3 separate regions of the Zea mays genome follow, and regions 1 and 3 are each linked to region 2. A link is a contact called in public Hi-C data. All regions are on one chromosome and are shown on one strand. Each heading gives the region's core, a stretch centred on a gene start, on an enhancer-like site or on the middle of the called end of the contact. The rest is flanking DNA. Distances are from core to core; before and after follow the strand shown. Region 1 holds the start of LOC100216710. Region 2 holds the start of LOC606430 (deoxy xylulose synthase 2). Region 3 holds the start of LOC100381966.

Region 1 (4,538 bases), core at 336-2,835, 390 kb before region 2:
TTTCAGTGGATCCCCTTCAAGCAGACGAGCATCAGCTGGAATGATGTCCCCAAGCTTCACACTGATGATGTCTCCTGGCACAAGGATAGCCGATTCCTCCTCGGTCCACCGGCCATTTCTGAGAACCTTTATCACGGCAAAACCGAAATCAGTATATAGCCTCCAGGCAAACAACACAACTTCGCAACCACACAGCAAAACAGGATCCTGTCAGTACCTTGGCCTTGGGGGCGAGGCGTGCCATGAGAGCAGCAGCGGCATTGCCCGCATTGTTCTCCTCAATGAAGCTGATTGTGGAGTTGATAATGAGCAGAGTGATGATCCCCACGAAGTCCTGCCAGTCGGGCGGCTTGTTCTGAAGACAAAAATCAGCAGAAACAAACATGAAAACCTCTGACGCCAGTCTCCAGAACGCCCGCTCTGAGGGCTGAAGGCCATGTCCACACGGTGTGGAAAAAAAGAAGCGGCAGAACTTACTCCCCCATTCGCGAGCGCGATGGCCATGATGGCGGCCGCCTCCATGACCCAGGACAGCGGGTTCCACATGAAGCCCAAGAACTTGAGGAACTTGCTCTCCTGCAGACACATAGACACACGCACACATCCATCATGTAAGCTTGGTGCGAGACGGAGCACCAGGAACAGAAACGCATGGAAGCCAAGGCGGCGGGTCCCTTCACCTGCTTCTCCTCCAGCTTGTTGGGCCCGAAGATGGCGAGGCGCTGCTCCGCCTGCTCCGTGGTGAGACCCTGCGGGCTGCATCGGAGGTTCTCGAACACCTCCTCGATCGGTATGTTCTCCTGCGCAGGCGCAAAACAGCACCGCAGCAAAGTGGTGAAGCAACAGACAAGAACCACCCGAGTTTAGTGTTATCGGGAGACCCGCGTAAAAGAAGATCAAGAATTGGTGCGTTGAAGCGGCGGAAAACCACACGCACACAAAACAAAAGGCAGACATGACGGTAAAAAGAAAGAAAGAAAGAAAGAAAGAGACCACAAAAGTAACAGCCGAGCAACTGGGAAGAAGAACCTGGGTCGAACGTAACCGCACTACCGCAGCGAGATCAAGCGCCGAAACGCCTCGTGGACGGGGGGGCAACCGGGAGCGAATCGCGGCCGCCGAGTAGATCACGGAGCCCCGCCGAGATCGAGCGGGGAGCACGAACGGGAAGAGAAGCCAGTAGTACTAGTTCACCGCCAGCGCCAGGCACCCAAAAAGAAAAACTCCATCCATCCGCACTCCGCAAGCGAAAACGAAATCCGCGAAACGAGGGATGCAAGAACGGAGCAGGGAGCACCTAGCAGAGCAGCAGCGGGCGGCGGCACTGAGCCCGAGAAGCAACCGCGAGAGCAGAAGAAGGCAAAACGGGGAAGGAGGAAGGGAGGAGGGATCAGAGAGTGGCGCGTACGAGATCGACGGCCTCCTTGAGCACGGCGTCTAGGTTGGACGCCTTGTCCTCCATCCTTTCCCCTCTGCTCGGCGTCCCGGAGCCCGGAGCTTCGTCTTCTCAGTGCCGCGGGCAGGCGGGCGGCCGGGCCGGCAGGCGGGGCAGGCTGGCGACTGTCGCACAAGGCACACCACAGTCCACGAGCGCACGCGGCGGCACGGTCCTATATAGCAGCGCAGCGGAGGGACGGCGAGCGAATCAGTGGGGGATCTCTGCAGACTGCAGGCGGTGGTGGGCACTGCTGTGGAGACCGGGCTGGACAGGAGGTGGGTAGTGGGGCCCGGATCCGGTGTGAGCGCCAGCCGAGTGGCAGCCGCTGTGGCCGTCTGCGTGTCTCCCTCCCTCGATGGACGGACGATGCACGCACCCTAGTACTAGAAGCGGTGCGGAGACTGCGGGTCATCAATGCAGGAGACGAGAGGGGTGGTCAGTGGTGGATGCATAGGTCGCGGGTCGCCAGAGCAGAGAGGGTTCTTGATAAAAAAAAAGTTACTTTTTTCGGATGGAAATCCAAACGCCTCCTTTATTGCTACTGATTACATTTAGGCTAAATATACTTAGGTCTTGTTCGGTTCTTTTAGGACCTATTTGAAACCACCCGGTTTTTAAAAAATTAGTTTATAAAAATTGATGTAGTCCTAAACATACTAATTTATGGTTTAGTTTATATAAATTGAATTCATTGTTCATTAAAACCGAAAAGCTAGTCTCTCCTACCTAAAAAATAAAAATTGATTTCTTAAAAAGTTTGGTTTCGGTTACTAAAGTTGACTAAAAATCATTAATTGGTGCGAATAATGACTGCATTACCTCTATTAGTTAGTGGATGTATGCTGCACTAAGAAATAGTAGAGCGCAAATGAGGTAAAAATCCTACTTTAGTCCCTTTTAGTCACTTCTTGTTGACTAAAGAATTTAAGTTTAGTCACCGAACTTTAGTCACCATGTTTGCTTCTTTAGGGACTAAAAGTGACTAAAGTTAATAAACTTTAGTCACCCAAACCAAACAGGCTTTATTAAAAATTTCATAACATACTTTCTTACACCGTAACATAAAAATATAAAACTAAAGCGACATAATAAGTAAAATTTTACTCCCTATTTTATAGTGTAACTAAATAGTCATACATAAATTAGTAAAATATTTGGTTTTACACGGTTTTCAAGACCTTCAAAACATATTGACATATGGTCTTCAAAATATATTGACATATGGTTTTCATCCTTGTAAAATCCATTTCTCCTAAATGCTTTGTGATGTTATTTAAAGTTGTGATGTGACATATTGTCTGCGTTTCGACCCCGGGGGGTCCTTGACCGACGAGTAAATTGTCGCTACGTGTCCCAGCCCAGATGGGTCGGCGCGAGACGGAGCACGAAGGGAGGCAAAAGAGAAGAGACAGGCAAAAGGGGAAACCTGCGGCCTTCGTGTTGCCCTGCGCCCAGGTCGGGTGCGCTTGCAGTAGGGGGGTTACAAGCGTCCGCGTGGGAGAGAGCGAGAGACTTTGCGCGTCGTCCCGTTCCCCGCGTGGCCAACCTCCTCGTAAGAGAGCCCTGGACCTTCCTTTTATAGGCGTAAGGAGGGGGTCCAGGTGTACAATGGGGGGTGTAGCAGTGTGCTAACGTGTCTAGCAGAGAGGAGCTAGCGCCCTAAGTACATGCCGTCGTGGCAGCCGGAGAGGTTTTGGCACCCTGTTCATGTGATGTCATGACCGTCGGAGGAGCGCTGGAGCCTTGCGGAAGGACAGCTGTCGGGGCTGTCGAGTCCTTGCTGACGTCTCCTTGCTTCCGTAAAGGGCAAAGAGCCGCCGTCGTCACGGAGCACGCGGGGCGCCATCATTATTTATTTACCGGGGCGAGCCAGATGGGACGCCGGTCTTGTTCCCCGTAGCCTGAGCTAGCTAGGGGTAGGGTAATGATGCCCCCCTGTGACGTGGTCGGTCCGAGCCATGGGTCGGGCAAGGCGGAGGCTCCTCCGAGGTCGAGGTCGAGTCTGTCTTCCGAGGTCAAGGTCGAGTCCGAGCCCCGGGTCGGGCGAGGCGGAGACCATCGTCTGAGGCCAAGGCTGAGTCCGAGCCCTGGGGTCGGGCGAGGCGGAGTTCGTCGTCTTCCGGAGCCAAGGCTAAGTCCGAGCCCTGGGGTCGGCGAGGCAGAGTTCGTCGTCTTCCGGAGCCGAGGCTGAGTCCGAGCCCTGGGTCGGGCGAGGCGGAGTTCGTCGTCTTCCGGAGTCAAGGCCGAGTCCGAGCCCTAGGTCGGGCGAGGCGGAGTTCGTCGTCTTCCGGAGCCGAGGCCGAATCCGGGGGCCGAGCCCTGGGGTCGGGCGAGGCAGAGCTTCCTATGACGCCCGAAGCCGGACTTGGCTGCTGTCAGCCTCACTCTGTCGAGTGGCACAGCAGTCGGAGCGACGCAGGCGGCGCTGTCCTCTTGTCAGGCCGGTCAGTGGAGCGGCGAAGTGACTGCGGTCACTTCGGCTCTGTCGACTGAAGGGCGCGCGTCAGGATAAGGTGTCAGGCCATCCTCGCATTAAATGCTTCTGCGATACGGTCGGTCGGTGTGGCGATCTGGCCAAGGTTGCTTCTTGGCGAAGACTGGGCCTCGGGCGAGCCGAAGGTGTATCCGTTGCTTGAGGGGGCCCTCGGGCGAGAAGTGAATCCTCCGGGGTCGGCTGCCCTTGCTCGAGGCTGAGCTCGGGTGAGGCAAGATCGTGTCCCTTGAGTGGACCGAGCCTTGACTTAATCGCACCCATCAGGCCTTTGCAGCTTTGTGCTGATGGGGGTTACCAGCTGAGATTAGGAGTCTTGGGGGTACCCCTAATTATGGTCCCCGACAGTAGCCCCCGAGCCTCGAAGGGAGTGTTGGTACTCGCTTGGAGGCTTTTGTCGCACTTTTTTGCAAGGGGACCGGCCTTTCTCGGTTACGTTTCGTTCCGATGGGTGCGCGCGAGCGCACCCGCCGGGTGTAGCCCCCGAGGCCTCGGAGGAGTGATTTGACTCCTTTGAGGTCTTAGCACGTTTCGTGATGCTTCGGCCGGTCTGGTTGTTCCCTCATGCGAACTGGCCATAGCCCGGGTGCATAGTCGAGTCCCAAGCTC
Region 2 (4,258 bases), core at 894-3,393:
GTCGAAGGCGCCGCAGTGCGTGGGCCCGTCGGCGCCCACCAGCCCCGCCCGGTCCAGCGCGAACCGCACGGGCAGCCGCTGCAGGTCCACGTCGTGCACCACCTGGTCGTACCCGCGCTGCAGGAACGACGAGTAGATGGCGCAGAACGGCTTCAGCCCCTCCGCGGCCAGCCCCGCCGCGAACGTCACCGCGTGCTGCTCCGCGATGCCCACGTCGAAGCACCGCTCCGGGAACCGCTTCTGGAAGTAGTTCAGCCCCGTGCCGCCGCCCATGGCCGCGTGGATGGCCACCACCTTCTCGTCGCTCTCCGCCTCCCGGATCAGGGACTCCGCGAAGTACTGCGTGTACGACAGCGTCGGGGACTTGGACTTGAGCTGCCTCCCCGTAGCCGGCTCGAACTTCACCACGCCGTGCATCCGGTCCGCCGCCGCCTCCGCCGGCGGGTACCCCTTCCCTTTCTCCGTCACGATGTGGATCAGCACGGGCCCCGGCGCCGGCATCGACTTCACCTTCTCGAAGATGGTCACCAGGTCCTCCACGCAGTGCCCGTCCACGGGGCCGATGTAGTAGAGCCCGAGCTCCTCGAACAGCGACGACCCGGAGGCGCTGATCATGCCGCGCGCGTACTCGTCCACCTTGGCGGCCACCTCGTGCGTCGGCCCGCCGATCTGCTTCGTCACGGACTTGGCCGCCTCGCGGAGGCGCCGGAACTTGGTGCTGGACTGGAGCTTAGTCAGCGCCCGGCTCAGCGCGCCCACGGGCTTGGACGGCCCGTCCAGCGTGGCCGTCGGGAGCGACACCTGCTTGTTGTCGTTCAGCACCACGATCATGTTGGCGTCCAGGTAGCCCGAGTTGTTCATGGCCTCGTAGGCCTGGCCGGCCGTCATGGCGCCGTCGCCGATGACGGAGATCACGTGGTTCTTGCGCCCCAGGAGGTCCCGCGCCACGGCCATGCCCAGCGCCGCCGAGATGCTGGTGGAGCTGTGGCCGACCCCGAACGCGTCGTGCGCGCTCTCGTCGCGCTTGGGGAACCCCGCCAGCCCGGAGGTCTGGCGGATGGTGTGCATCCGCGACCGCCGCCCCGTCAGGATCTTGTGCGGGTACGCCTGGTGGCCCACGTCCCAGATGATCTTGTCCTCCGGGGTGTCGAACACGTGGTGCAGCGCCACCGACAGCTCCACAACGCCCAGGCTGGAGCTCAGGTGCCCGCCGGTCTTGGACACGGTGTGCACGACCTCCGCGCGGAGCTCCGCCGCCAGCTGCTCCAGCTCCAAGATCGACAGGTTCTTCATGTGGAGCGGGTAGTTCACGGTGTCCAGCAGCGGCGTCGGCGGCTTCTCGCCGGAGAAGTCGATCTTCCACGGTCCCGACGACGTGGCCGCCGCCGCCGGCTCCTTGGAAACCATCATCTTCCCACCATCGGCTCCGATGCTGCTACTGCTGCTGCCGCCGGCTACCTGAGCGCGCACCTGGAACTGCAGACACACGAGTCCAAAACCATGCCCCGTACATGCATGAGCACCGGCACCACATGATGCAGCAATGCAAAAAGGTTCGATTTTTAGGAAAAAAATTTGTTGCAGCCCGGCTGCAAACCAGGCTGTTTGCAGCCCCTCACAAAAAGGTGGATAGGCCCCACCTGCAGGTCCACCAGATAACGTTTTAGTTGTATTATTTATCTGCGGGTGGGACCTATCCTCCTTTTTGTGAGGGGCTGCAAACAGCCTGGTTTGCAGCCGGACTGCAACAAATTTTTTTCCGATTTTTAAGCGCAAGAAACAAACGGAGGAGCAACGTTCCCCAAGGCCGCGTCACGGGCCTGTAAGTGGCCGTACCTGACGCCGGCAGGAAGCGTTGGCGGTGGCCGGGACCGCACGGAACGCGGAAGGCGACGACGACGATGCCTGGAGCGCCATTATTGGAGACATGCGCGCAGCGAGTTCCTCTAGTTTAGCTAGCGTGCAAGATGCCGCTTGGTACAGCTAAGCTGTGTATTAATATGAACTGCGTGCTCCAGTAGCTGGAACTGAAGCTCGAGTAAGTAGCTCGACGGCGATGCCGCGCGCGCGCTGGGGCGAGGAGAGATGGAGGAGAGGAGGAGGATGAAGGCAAGGCGGGGCGTGAAGGAGAAGTGGAGGCGGAGGCGGGTTTATATAGGCACGACGCGCTAGAACGAAGTGGATCAAGAGAAAAGAGAAGTACACGTGGTGGGAACGAGAAGGGAAGGCGAGAAAATGAGGAGAGCTCAGTTTGGGGACGCTGCGATGCTTCTCGCGCGATTAATCGCCAATTGCGTCCAAGCATCGTAGGAGGGCCCTCCCTGTACAAAACATTAATACCCACTCGGTTCGAAATATATTTCTTTCTAAACTACTTTTTTTTCTGTCTATATTCATTTAGATAATAATAAACATTTAGATAATAATAAACATAGATATACATATAACACATACATATAAAATATGTTCATAGGTTAATTAATAAATATATATTTAATCTAAAATCAATTATATTTTAGAAGGGAGAGATTAGTATGTATACGTGTACATATAATATAACAACGAATAAATGTTATATCGGATACATAATATTTATTTAAAAATCATTTTTCTTTTAGTGTTTCTAAAATAATATTTTAATGATGTTTTTATTCAATCTTCTCGAATATTTTATTGTCACCTAGTTAGTTACCCGCATTCCTACTATTTCTATATATCATATAGGTAGACTTTGCTTACATGAGATATTTATTCAAACAAGATTATATTTTTATATTTACAATATCTCTCCTTAAACCTTAGTATATCACAAACAGCCACACGTTGCAATGGTGGAAGATCGGTGCTTCCTTCTGGGGGTGTTGGAGTTTAAATCCCCCTTGCCCCTCATTTTTTACGGTTGCATTAAGAAAATAATTATATTGTGTTAGAAAAATTAGAATGTAAATAGGGCACATTTTCTTGTAGGAAAAAAATCTTAGAGGAAACTCAACTCCACGCATAGGTCACTTGTATCAATTCAGATGTCCATCTAATCATGGTGCTTTAGAAAATTTAGAATGTAAATAGGGCACATTTTCTTGTAGAAAAATTCTTGGAGGAAACACAATTCCAAGAATAGGTCACTTGTATCAAATCAGATTGTTTGTCTCTTTTAAGTGCTACATTTTAAGTGCTACCGTAAGATGGTGACAACAAGATCTAAAGTTTTTTTATCGAATGACTCCAATGCACCAGAGGTAAAAAAGGAAATCAAATATTTTTTTCGATAATCTTAATATTGTTTACATCTTCTTATAAGCAAAGAAATAGATTGATTAACAAGAAGAATAGATCGATTTCAATGTTCTCACGATTCTAGGCCACATTAGCCATTTTTTTATAAAAAATAATATTTATATTTGTAATATATATGAATTGCTATAAATTTTGAGGATCTAGGATTTTGGAGCCTTGGGCGGCCCATGGGACGTCCCTACTAAGCAGCACTACAAATGGTCACTATCGAATTAATGGGCTTTAGATCTTAGTTCAGGCTATCTCCAACGGATCATACGAAAGGCCTGTAAATTATGAAGATAGGGTGAAACATTGGGATCTAAAGATGGATGTACTATTTCAGAGTCATAAGATGAAACATTACTATAAATTCTTGAAGGATGAAAAGGCACCTAACTTTTAGAAGTTTCACAAGTATAGATGGCATTGGAACACATTCTTGTAGCATAAGCAATCGAAAGAGAGGTACTATCTTTCTACAAAGAATAAAGATAATACATTAAAAAGAATACTTTCGTAGGGTTGATCCCACTGATTACAAAAGGGCATTGAAAAGGGGACCAAGATGGAAGATGATCTTGAGCGAAGAAGTGTCACCTCAACGATACACAATTGAAAGGAAAGCACAAAGATTTTGTATTATGCCCAGGGGAAGCATCTTAAAAGACCAAAGCTTATCTTTCAATGAAAGAATCAAATAACCTGTTGAAAGACATGAGATTTCCATTGACAAATCTTTCAATGAAAGTTGTAATTAATAACAACTTAGGAGTATTATATAACAAGGTTGTATTCAAAGACGAAGAGTTTCACTATGATGGACGAAGTTTCAATAAAAAAAATCTTAAGTTAGATAAATAAGAATATGTGACATATAATGACATACATAGTTCACTAATGAAAACCATGATGCATTGTATTCCAGGTCGGAGGAAGTAGGAGCACAGGGGTACCTAAGAGAGAGAGAGAGAGAGAGAGA
Region 3 (4,265 bases), core at 784-3,283, 420 kb after region 2:
CACCCCCGCACGTCAATCAGCTAGCTACTCCGATGCCCCCCATCGCATTAAAACAAGCTGGCCTCGCGTCGTCCCTGGATTGGACGCCACGAAGCACGAACACCGCACGCACCTACCGCCTCTGCGCCAAATGAATTAACAACACGGCACAATCGGCAGCGTGATTTGCCCCTCACCCACCCACCCAATATAATCAAGAAAACAGTAGTATAATCAAAGAGCTACTGTCCGGCGGGCCGACCGCTAACCAAGCGGCGTCCGCCCGATCCGCGTCCTCGCAGTCCACTGTCCACACCACCACACCTGCCGAGATGCCGATCCATGTCCATGTCCTCACGGGGCCGCAGCCGCACGTCGCGCTCCGCGGCCGGTGGCGAGGGGGTGTGGGGGGCGCTTTCACGCGCACGCGACGCCCGCGGCGGACGGGTCGCGGCCGCCAGTCAACAAAGGTCCGCACGCCGGCATCACTGTCTCTTCGGAAGAAAGAATGAAAGGGAGAAAGAAAGAAAGAACGTCGCGCGCGCTACTCGCCGGTCAGTCACCACGCGTCCACGCCGGAAGAAGTAGAACACAGTCAGGGCAGGCCTGTGCAGTGCTCCCATTCCACGAGTAGTCGTCGTGGCGCTGGCGCTGGAGCTGCACTCCCGAGTCAAGCTCTCGCGTGCCGCCGCAAGACTCGTCGGAATATCTACTCCGGCTGCTCACGTCACGCGTTTCTGACGGGCAGTCATCTTTAATTTTCTTGGGGACTCCAAGCCTCGGCCCTCGGCTCCTCTCGCTGTCTGAGATCCGCCAGCGAGGTCTCCGCGCTCCTCTCGTCGGCGCTCCTTCGCCACTCCTTGTGACGTGCGCGGTGCGCCGCGCTCCTCTCGTCGGCGCTGCCGGGTTCCATCCCATCGTGTCGTGCACCACGCTGGTAGCCAGCCAACGGCCGGTTCCCTTGCCTCTGTGTCCGTCGTGCTCCCTTCCCTCATCTCAAGATCCAAGTCCTCAATTAGGCTTTGTTCGTTTGTGTGGAATTGCATCCGAAATCATTTTATCTAATCAAAGTTTATATAAATTAGAAAAGTAATACGGTTAGGAATCGTTCTGACCCACCAATCCAACACAAACGAACATGCCCTTAGGACCCGTTCGGTTGTACCGGAATAAGACATAATTTATTTTAGCTCATCAAAATCTATGTAAATTAGAGAAGTAATCCGGCTAGGAATTAATCTGAGGCTCCAATCCCAAACAATCGAAAGGACCCTGTTCCGGCCCGGATTGCTTCTCTAAGAGCAACTCCAAGAGATGCCGCATATCAATCTGAATAGTGTTTTTCGCGTCGAAACTCCGAATTCTTCGCCTCCAACAGACTGTTGTTCCTTTCCCCATTTTTTCGGCTTCCCGTAAAGGAGACGATGGATCCCGCATATATGCGCAAGCCAAACTATCCCAAATCCTCCAGAGCACGCTCAATTCAGTAGCTTTCCGCGACTTTTTCCCAGCTGCGCGTGCAGTTTTGTTCGACGAAAGGCGGGCGGCGGCGGGAGAGACACCATCGTCGTTGGAGGAATGCATTCTTCACAGGCGCGGCGTTGGTGACTTCTTCAAGGGCGGGTGCGGTGCGACCTGTAGGTCGTCACCGGCGCGGCGTTGGCGGCTTCTTCAAGACCAGATGCGGCGCAGCGTGTAGGTCGTCATCAACGCGGCGTTGGTGGCTACTTGAAGGGCGGCGGCTTCAAGGTTGTCGACACAGGCGGATTCAAGGGCGGATGTCCACGCATGGTATCGTCCTTCGTTTGTGGGTCGGTGGGGGTGGAATCCATGTAGGATATAGCAAACGGCGCCGCCGAGTGAAGCTGCTTCTATGTAGCGGAATATTTGCATCTCTGGCATTATCTTTTTCGAGTGGACTGGCATGCTGGATTTAGCTGGAGCTTTCACTGAATATGAAATTGTATAGTACATGAGACCAGATGGAACAATGTCTCTCAAATTAAGAGATAAAGTCGTGAAGGATTTTAACACTGACCTAGAGGTCATATGTTATGTTTGTTTTTTCATGCTTTTGTTTATTTTGCAGTTTCCAGAATACTAGGCAGAAGTTTTTTCTTCTTCTTCAGGTTAGAGTTATGATTATGTCACCGAAAGCTGGTAACCTTGGTCACAAAATGGCTGCTGCTTGCCATGTAATTTTCCTTAATCTCTGGTGGCACCCTTATGCTGAGGACCCGTCAATTGATTGGGCACACAGGATTGGGCAGACTAGGCCTGTTACTGAATCTCGCTTGACTGTTAAATATATATTGTGGAAGATCGTATTTTGGCTCTGCATGTAATAATTCTGGTTAAAGTTTTGCTGATGGCACATATTTTTTCCATGTTTATAGTATTTTTTTCAAAATGACTACAATTATTAGTTGGTTTATAAATGTAGTGCAATGAACTGATAACGATGTAGTGCATATGTTTAATTTTTTGTTTCTTTTTATACTTCATTTTCACGCTTCAGCAATTTGTGATGAGGTGAACTTGTTCTTGCTGTGAGTCTTTTTGTTTAGTGAAATAGACTGAATGTCAGCTTGTGGTCAAAGTCTGTTTTGTTTCTGTTTATACTGTTTGTTCTGTGAAATAAACATTTCCCTTGTGAACCGGTAATTTGGCATTGTGTTATGTTGATATTAAGTTGTATCTCATAACTGACAACGATATATATCACTCTTTGAATATGTCACTGTGTGGTTCATGTTTTAATTGGAGGGTTGCCAGCTTCTCTAGCTGATCTACAAAACCAAAAGAGTGAACAGAGACGTCACTTGTGCTCCATTGTCAATTCCAGCAAGTGTTTTAGGTTGCAGTGAACAGAAACACATGTTGTTGCATTGTGGTTGTGGAACTACATTGTGGTTCATGCTTGAATTGGAGGTTACAGTATGCCTGTCCGATGCCTGCTGCTGCAGGAGGCACCGGAACGAAAAACACGGTTGGTTTGTTGTGGCCCACTTAATTTGTTTAAAAAATATTAGCGATCACTTTATAGCAGTCTGCTGTGGGTAAAGACTTTTTTGGGGGAAATTATATTAACAACAGCCCCTAATAAGTGATTTTGGGGAAGAATTTTTTAGTGCTCTTTTGGAGTTGCTCTAATTTATATAAGTTTTGATCAACAGGAATAATTCTTGACGCAATCCTACGGAAACGAACAGGCCCTTAGTCAGTTCGAACTCGCCCTAACCTCCAACTCCAATTAAGACAAGTGTGAAAGGGACGTAACAGAGCACGCCTCAGCCCGTCACCCTCACCCATCCACACTCCTTTCTCCCTCAATCAGCTCCTTAAATTCACACACACCCAACAGACACCAACCAGCGCCCATCAGTCACCCGCGCCGGACATCCCTCGCGCTAGCTGCCAGTCGTCGTCGCCACGCCACCATGGTGTTCGCCGCGAGCGGCGGCAGCTCGCCGGCGACGGCGGCGCCGGGGAGCGCTCTGGGCGTGATCCTGACGCGCGGGTTCGCCCGGCAGGTGCTGGTGGGGCGGTGGTTCACGGTGTTGGCGAGCCTGCTGATCATGGCGTCGTCCGGCGCGACGTACGTCTTCGGGAGCTACTCGGGCGCGCTCAAGTCGTCGCTCGGGTACGACCAGCGCACGCTCAACACGGTGTCCTTCTTCAAGGACCTCGGCGCGAACCTGGGCGTCCTCCCGGGGCTGCTCAACGAGGTGACGCCGCCGTGGGTGGTGCTGGCCACGGGCGCCGGCATGAACCTGTTCGGCTACCTCATGGTGTACCTGGCCGTGTCGGGGCGCACCGCGCGCCCGCCGCCGTGGGCCGTGTGCGCCTACTTCTTCGTGGGCGCCAACTCGCAGGCGTTCGCCAACACGGGCGCGCTCGTCACGTGCGTCAACAACTTCCCCGAGACCCGCGGCGTGGTGCTCGGCATCCTCAAGGGATTCGTCGGCCTCAGCGGCGCCGTGTACGCGCAGCTGTACCAGGCGCTGTACGGCGGCGAGGACGCCGAGTCGCTCATCCTGCTCGTCGCCTGGCTCCCCGCGGCCGTGTCCGTCGCGTTCGTCCACACCATCCGCTACATGCCGTACCCGCGGCGGCGGCGCAGCGGCGGCGGCGGTGGGCAGGAGACGAGCTCCGACCCCTTCTTCTGCTTCCTCTACCTGTCCATCGCGCTGGCGTGCTTCCTCCTCGTCATGATCGTGGTGCAGGGGCAGGTGCCCTTCTCCCGCGCCGCGTACGGGGTCGCCGCCGCGCCGCTGCTCATCCTC

What was found. Hi-C and Micro-C count contacts between places; a contact is called where the count stands out from the background.
Region 1: a contact with region 2 is called in a Hi-C map of endosperm, with 1.7 times the contacts expected there. The contact joins the promoter of LOC100216710 here to the promoter of LOC606430 in region 2. A contact is called at or near these places in 2 of 25 Hi-C or Micro-C datasets (endosperm and leaf).
Region 3: a Hi-C map of endosperm shows a contact between it and region 2, with 4 times the contacts expected there. The contact joins the promoter of LOC100381966 here to the promoter of LOC606430 in region 2. A contact is called at or near these places in 8 of 25 Hi-C or Micro-C datasets (bundle sheath, ear, endosperm and 4 more).

Annotation. Positions count from the first base shown.
Region 1 is chr7:14,773,564-14,778,101 of Zm-B73-REFERENCE-NAM-5.0, reverse strand. It overlaps LOC100216710, which reads right to left and starts at 1,585. Exons shown (of 21, transcript NM_001359483.1): 1 at 1,409-1,585; 2 at 681-800; 3 at 478-576; 4 at 218-355; 5 at 1-126. The coding sequence starts at 1,462.
Region 2 is chr7:14,388,358-14,392,615 of Zm-B73-REFERENCE-NAM-5.0, reverse strand. LOC606430 (deoxy xylulose synthase 2) reads right to left here and starts at 2,143. Exons shown (of 3, transcript NM_001308497.1): 1 at 1,837-2,143; 2 at 1-1,476. The coding sequence starts at 1,929.
Region 3 is chr7:13,965,404-13,969,668 of Zm-B73-REFERENCE-NAM-5.0, reverse strand. It overlaps LOC100381966, which reads right to left and starts at 2,033. Exons shown (of 1, transcript NM_001174739.1): 1 at 607-2,033. The coding sequence starts at 2,028. The coding sequence ends at 1,651. It overlaps LOC103632070, which reads left to right and starts at 3,252. Exons shown (of 1, transcript NM_001322878.1): 1 at 3,252-4,265. The coding sequence starts at 3,420.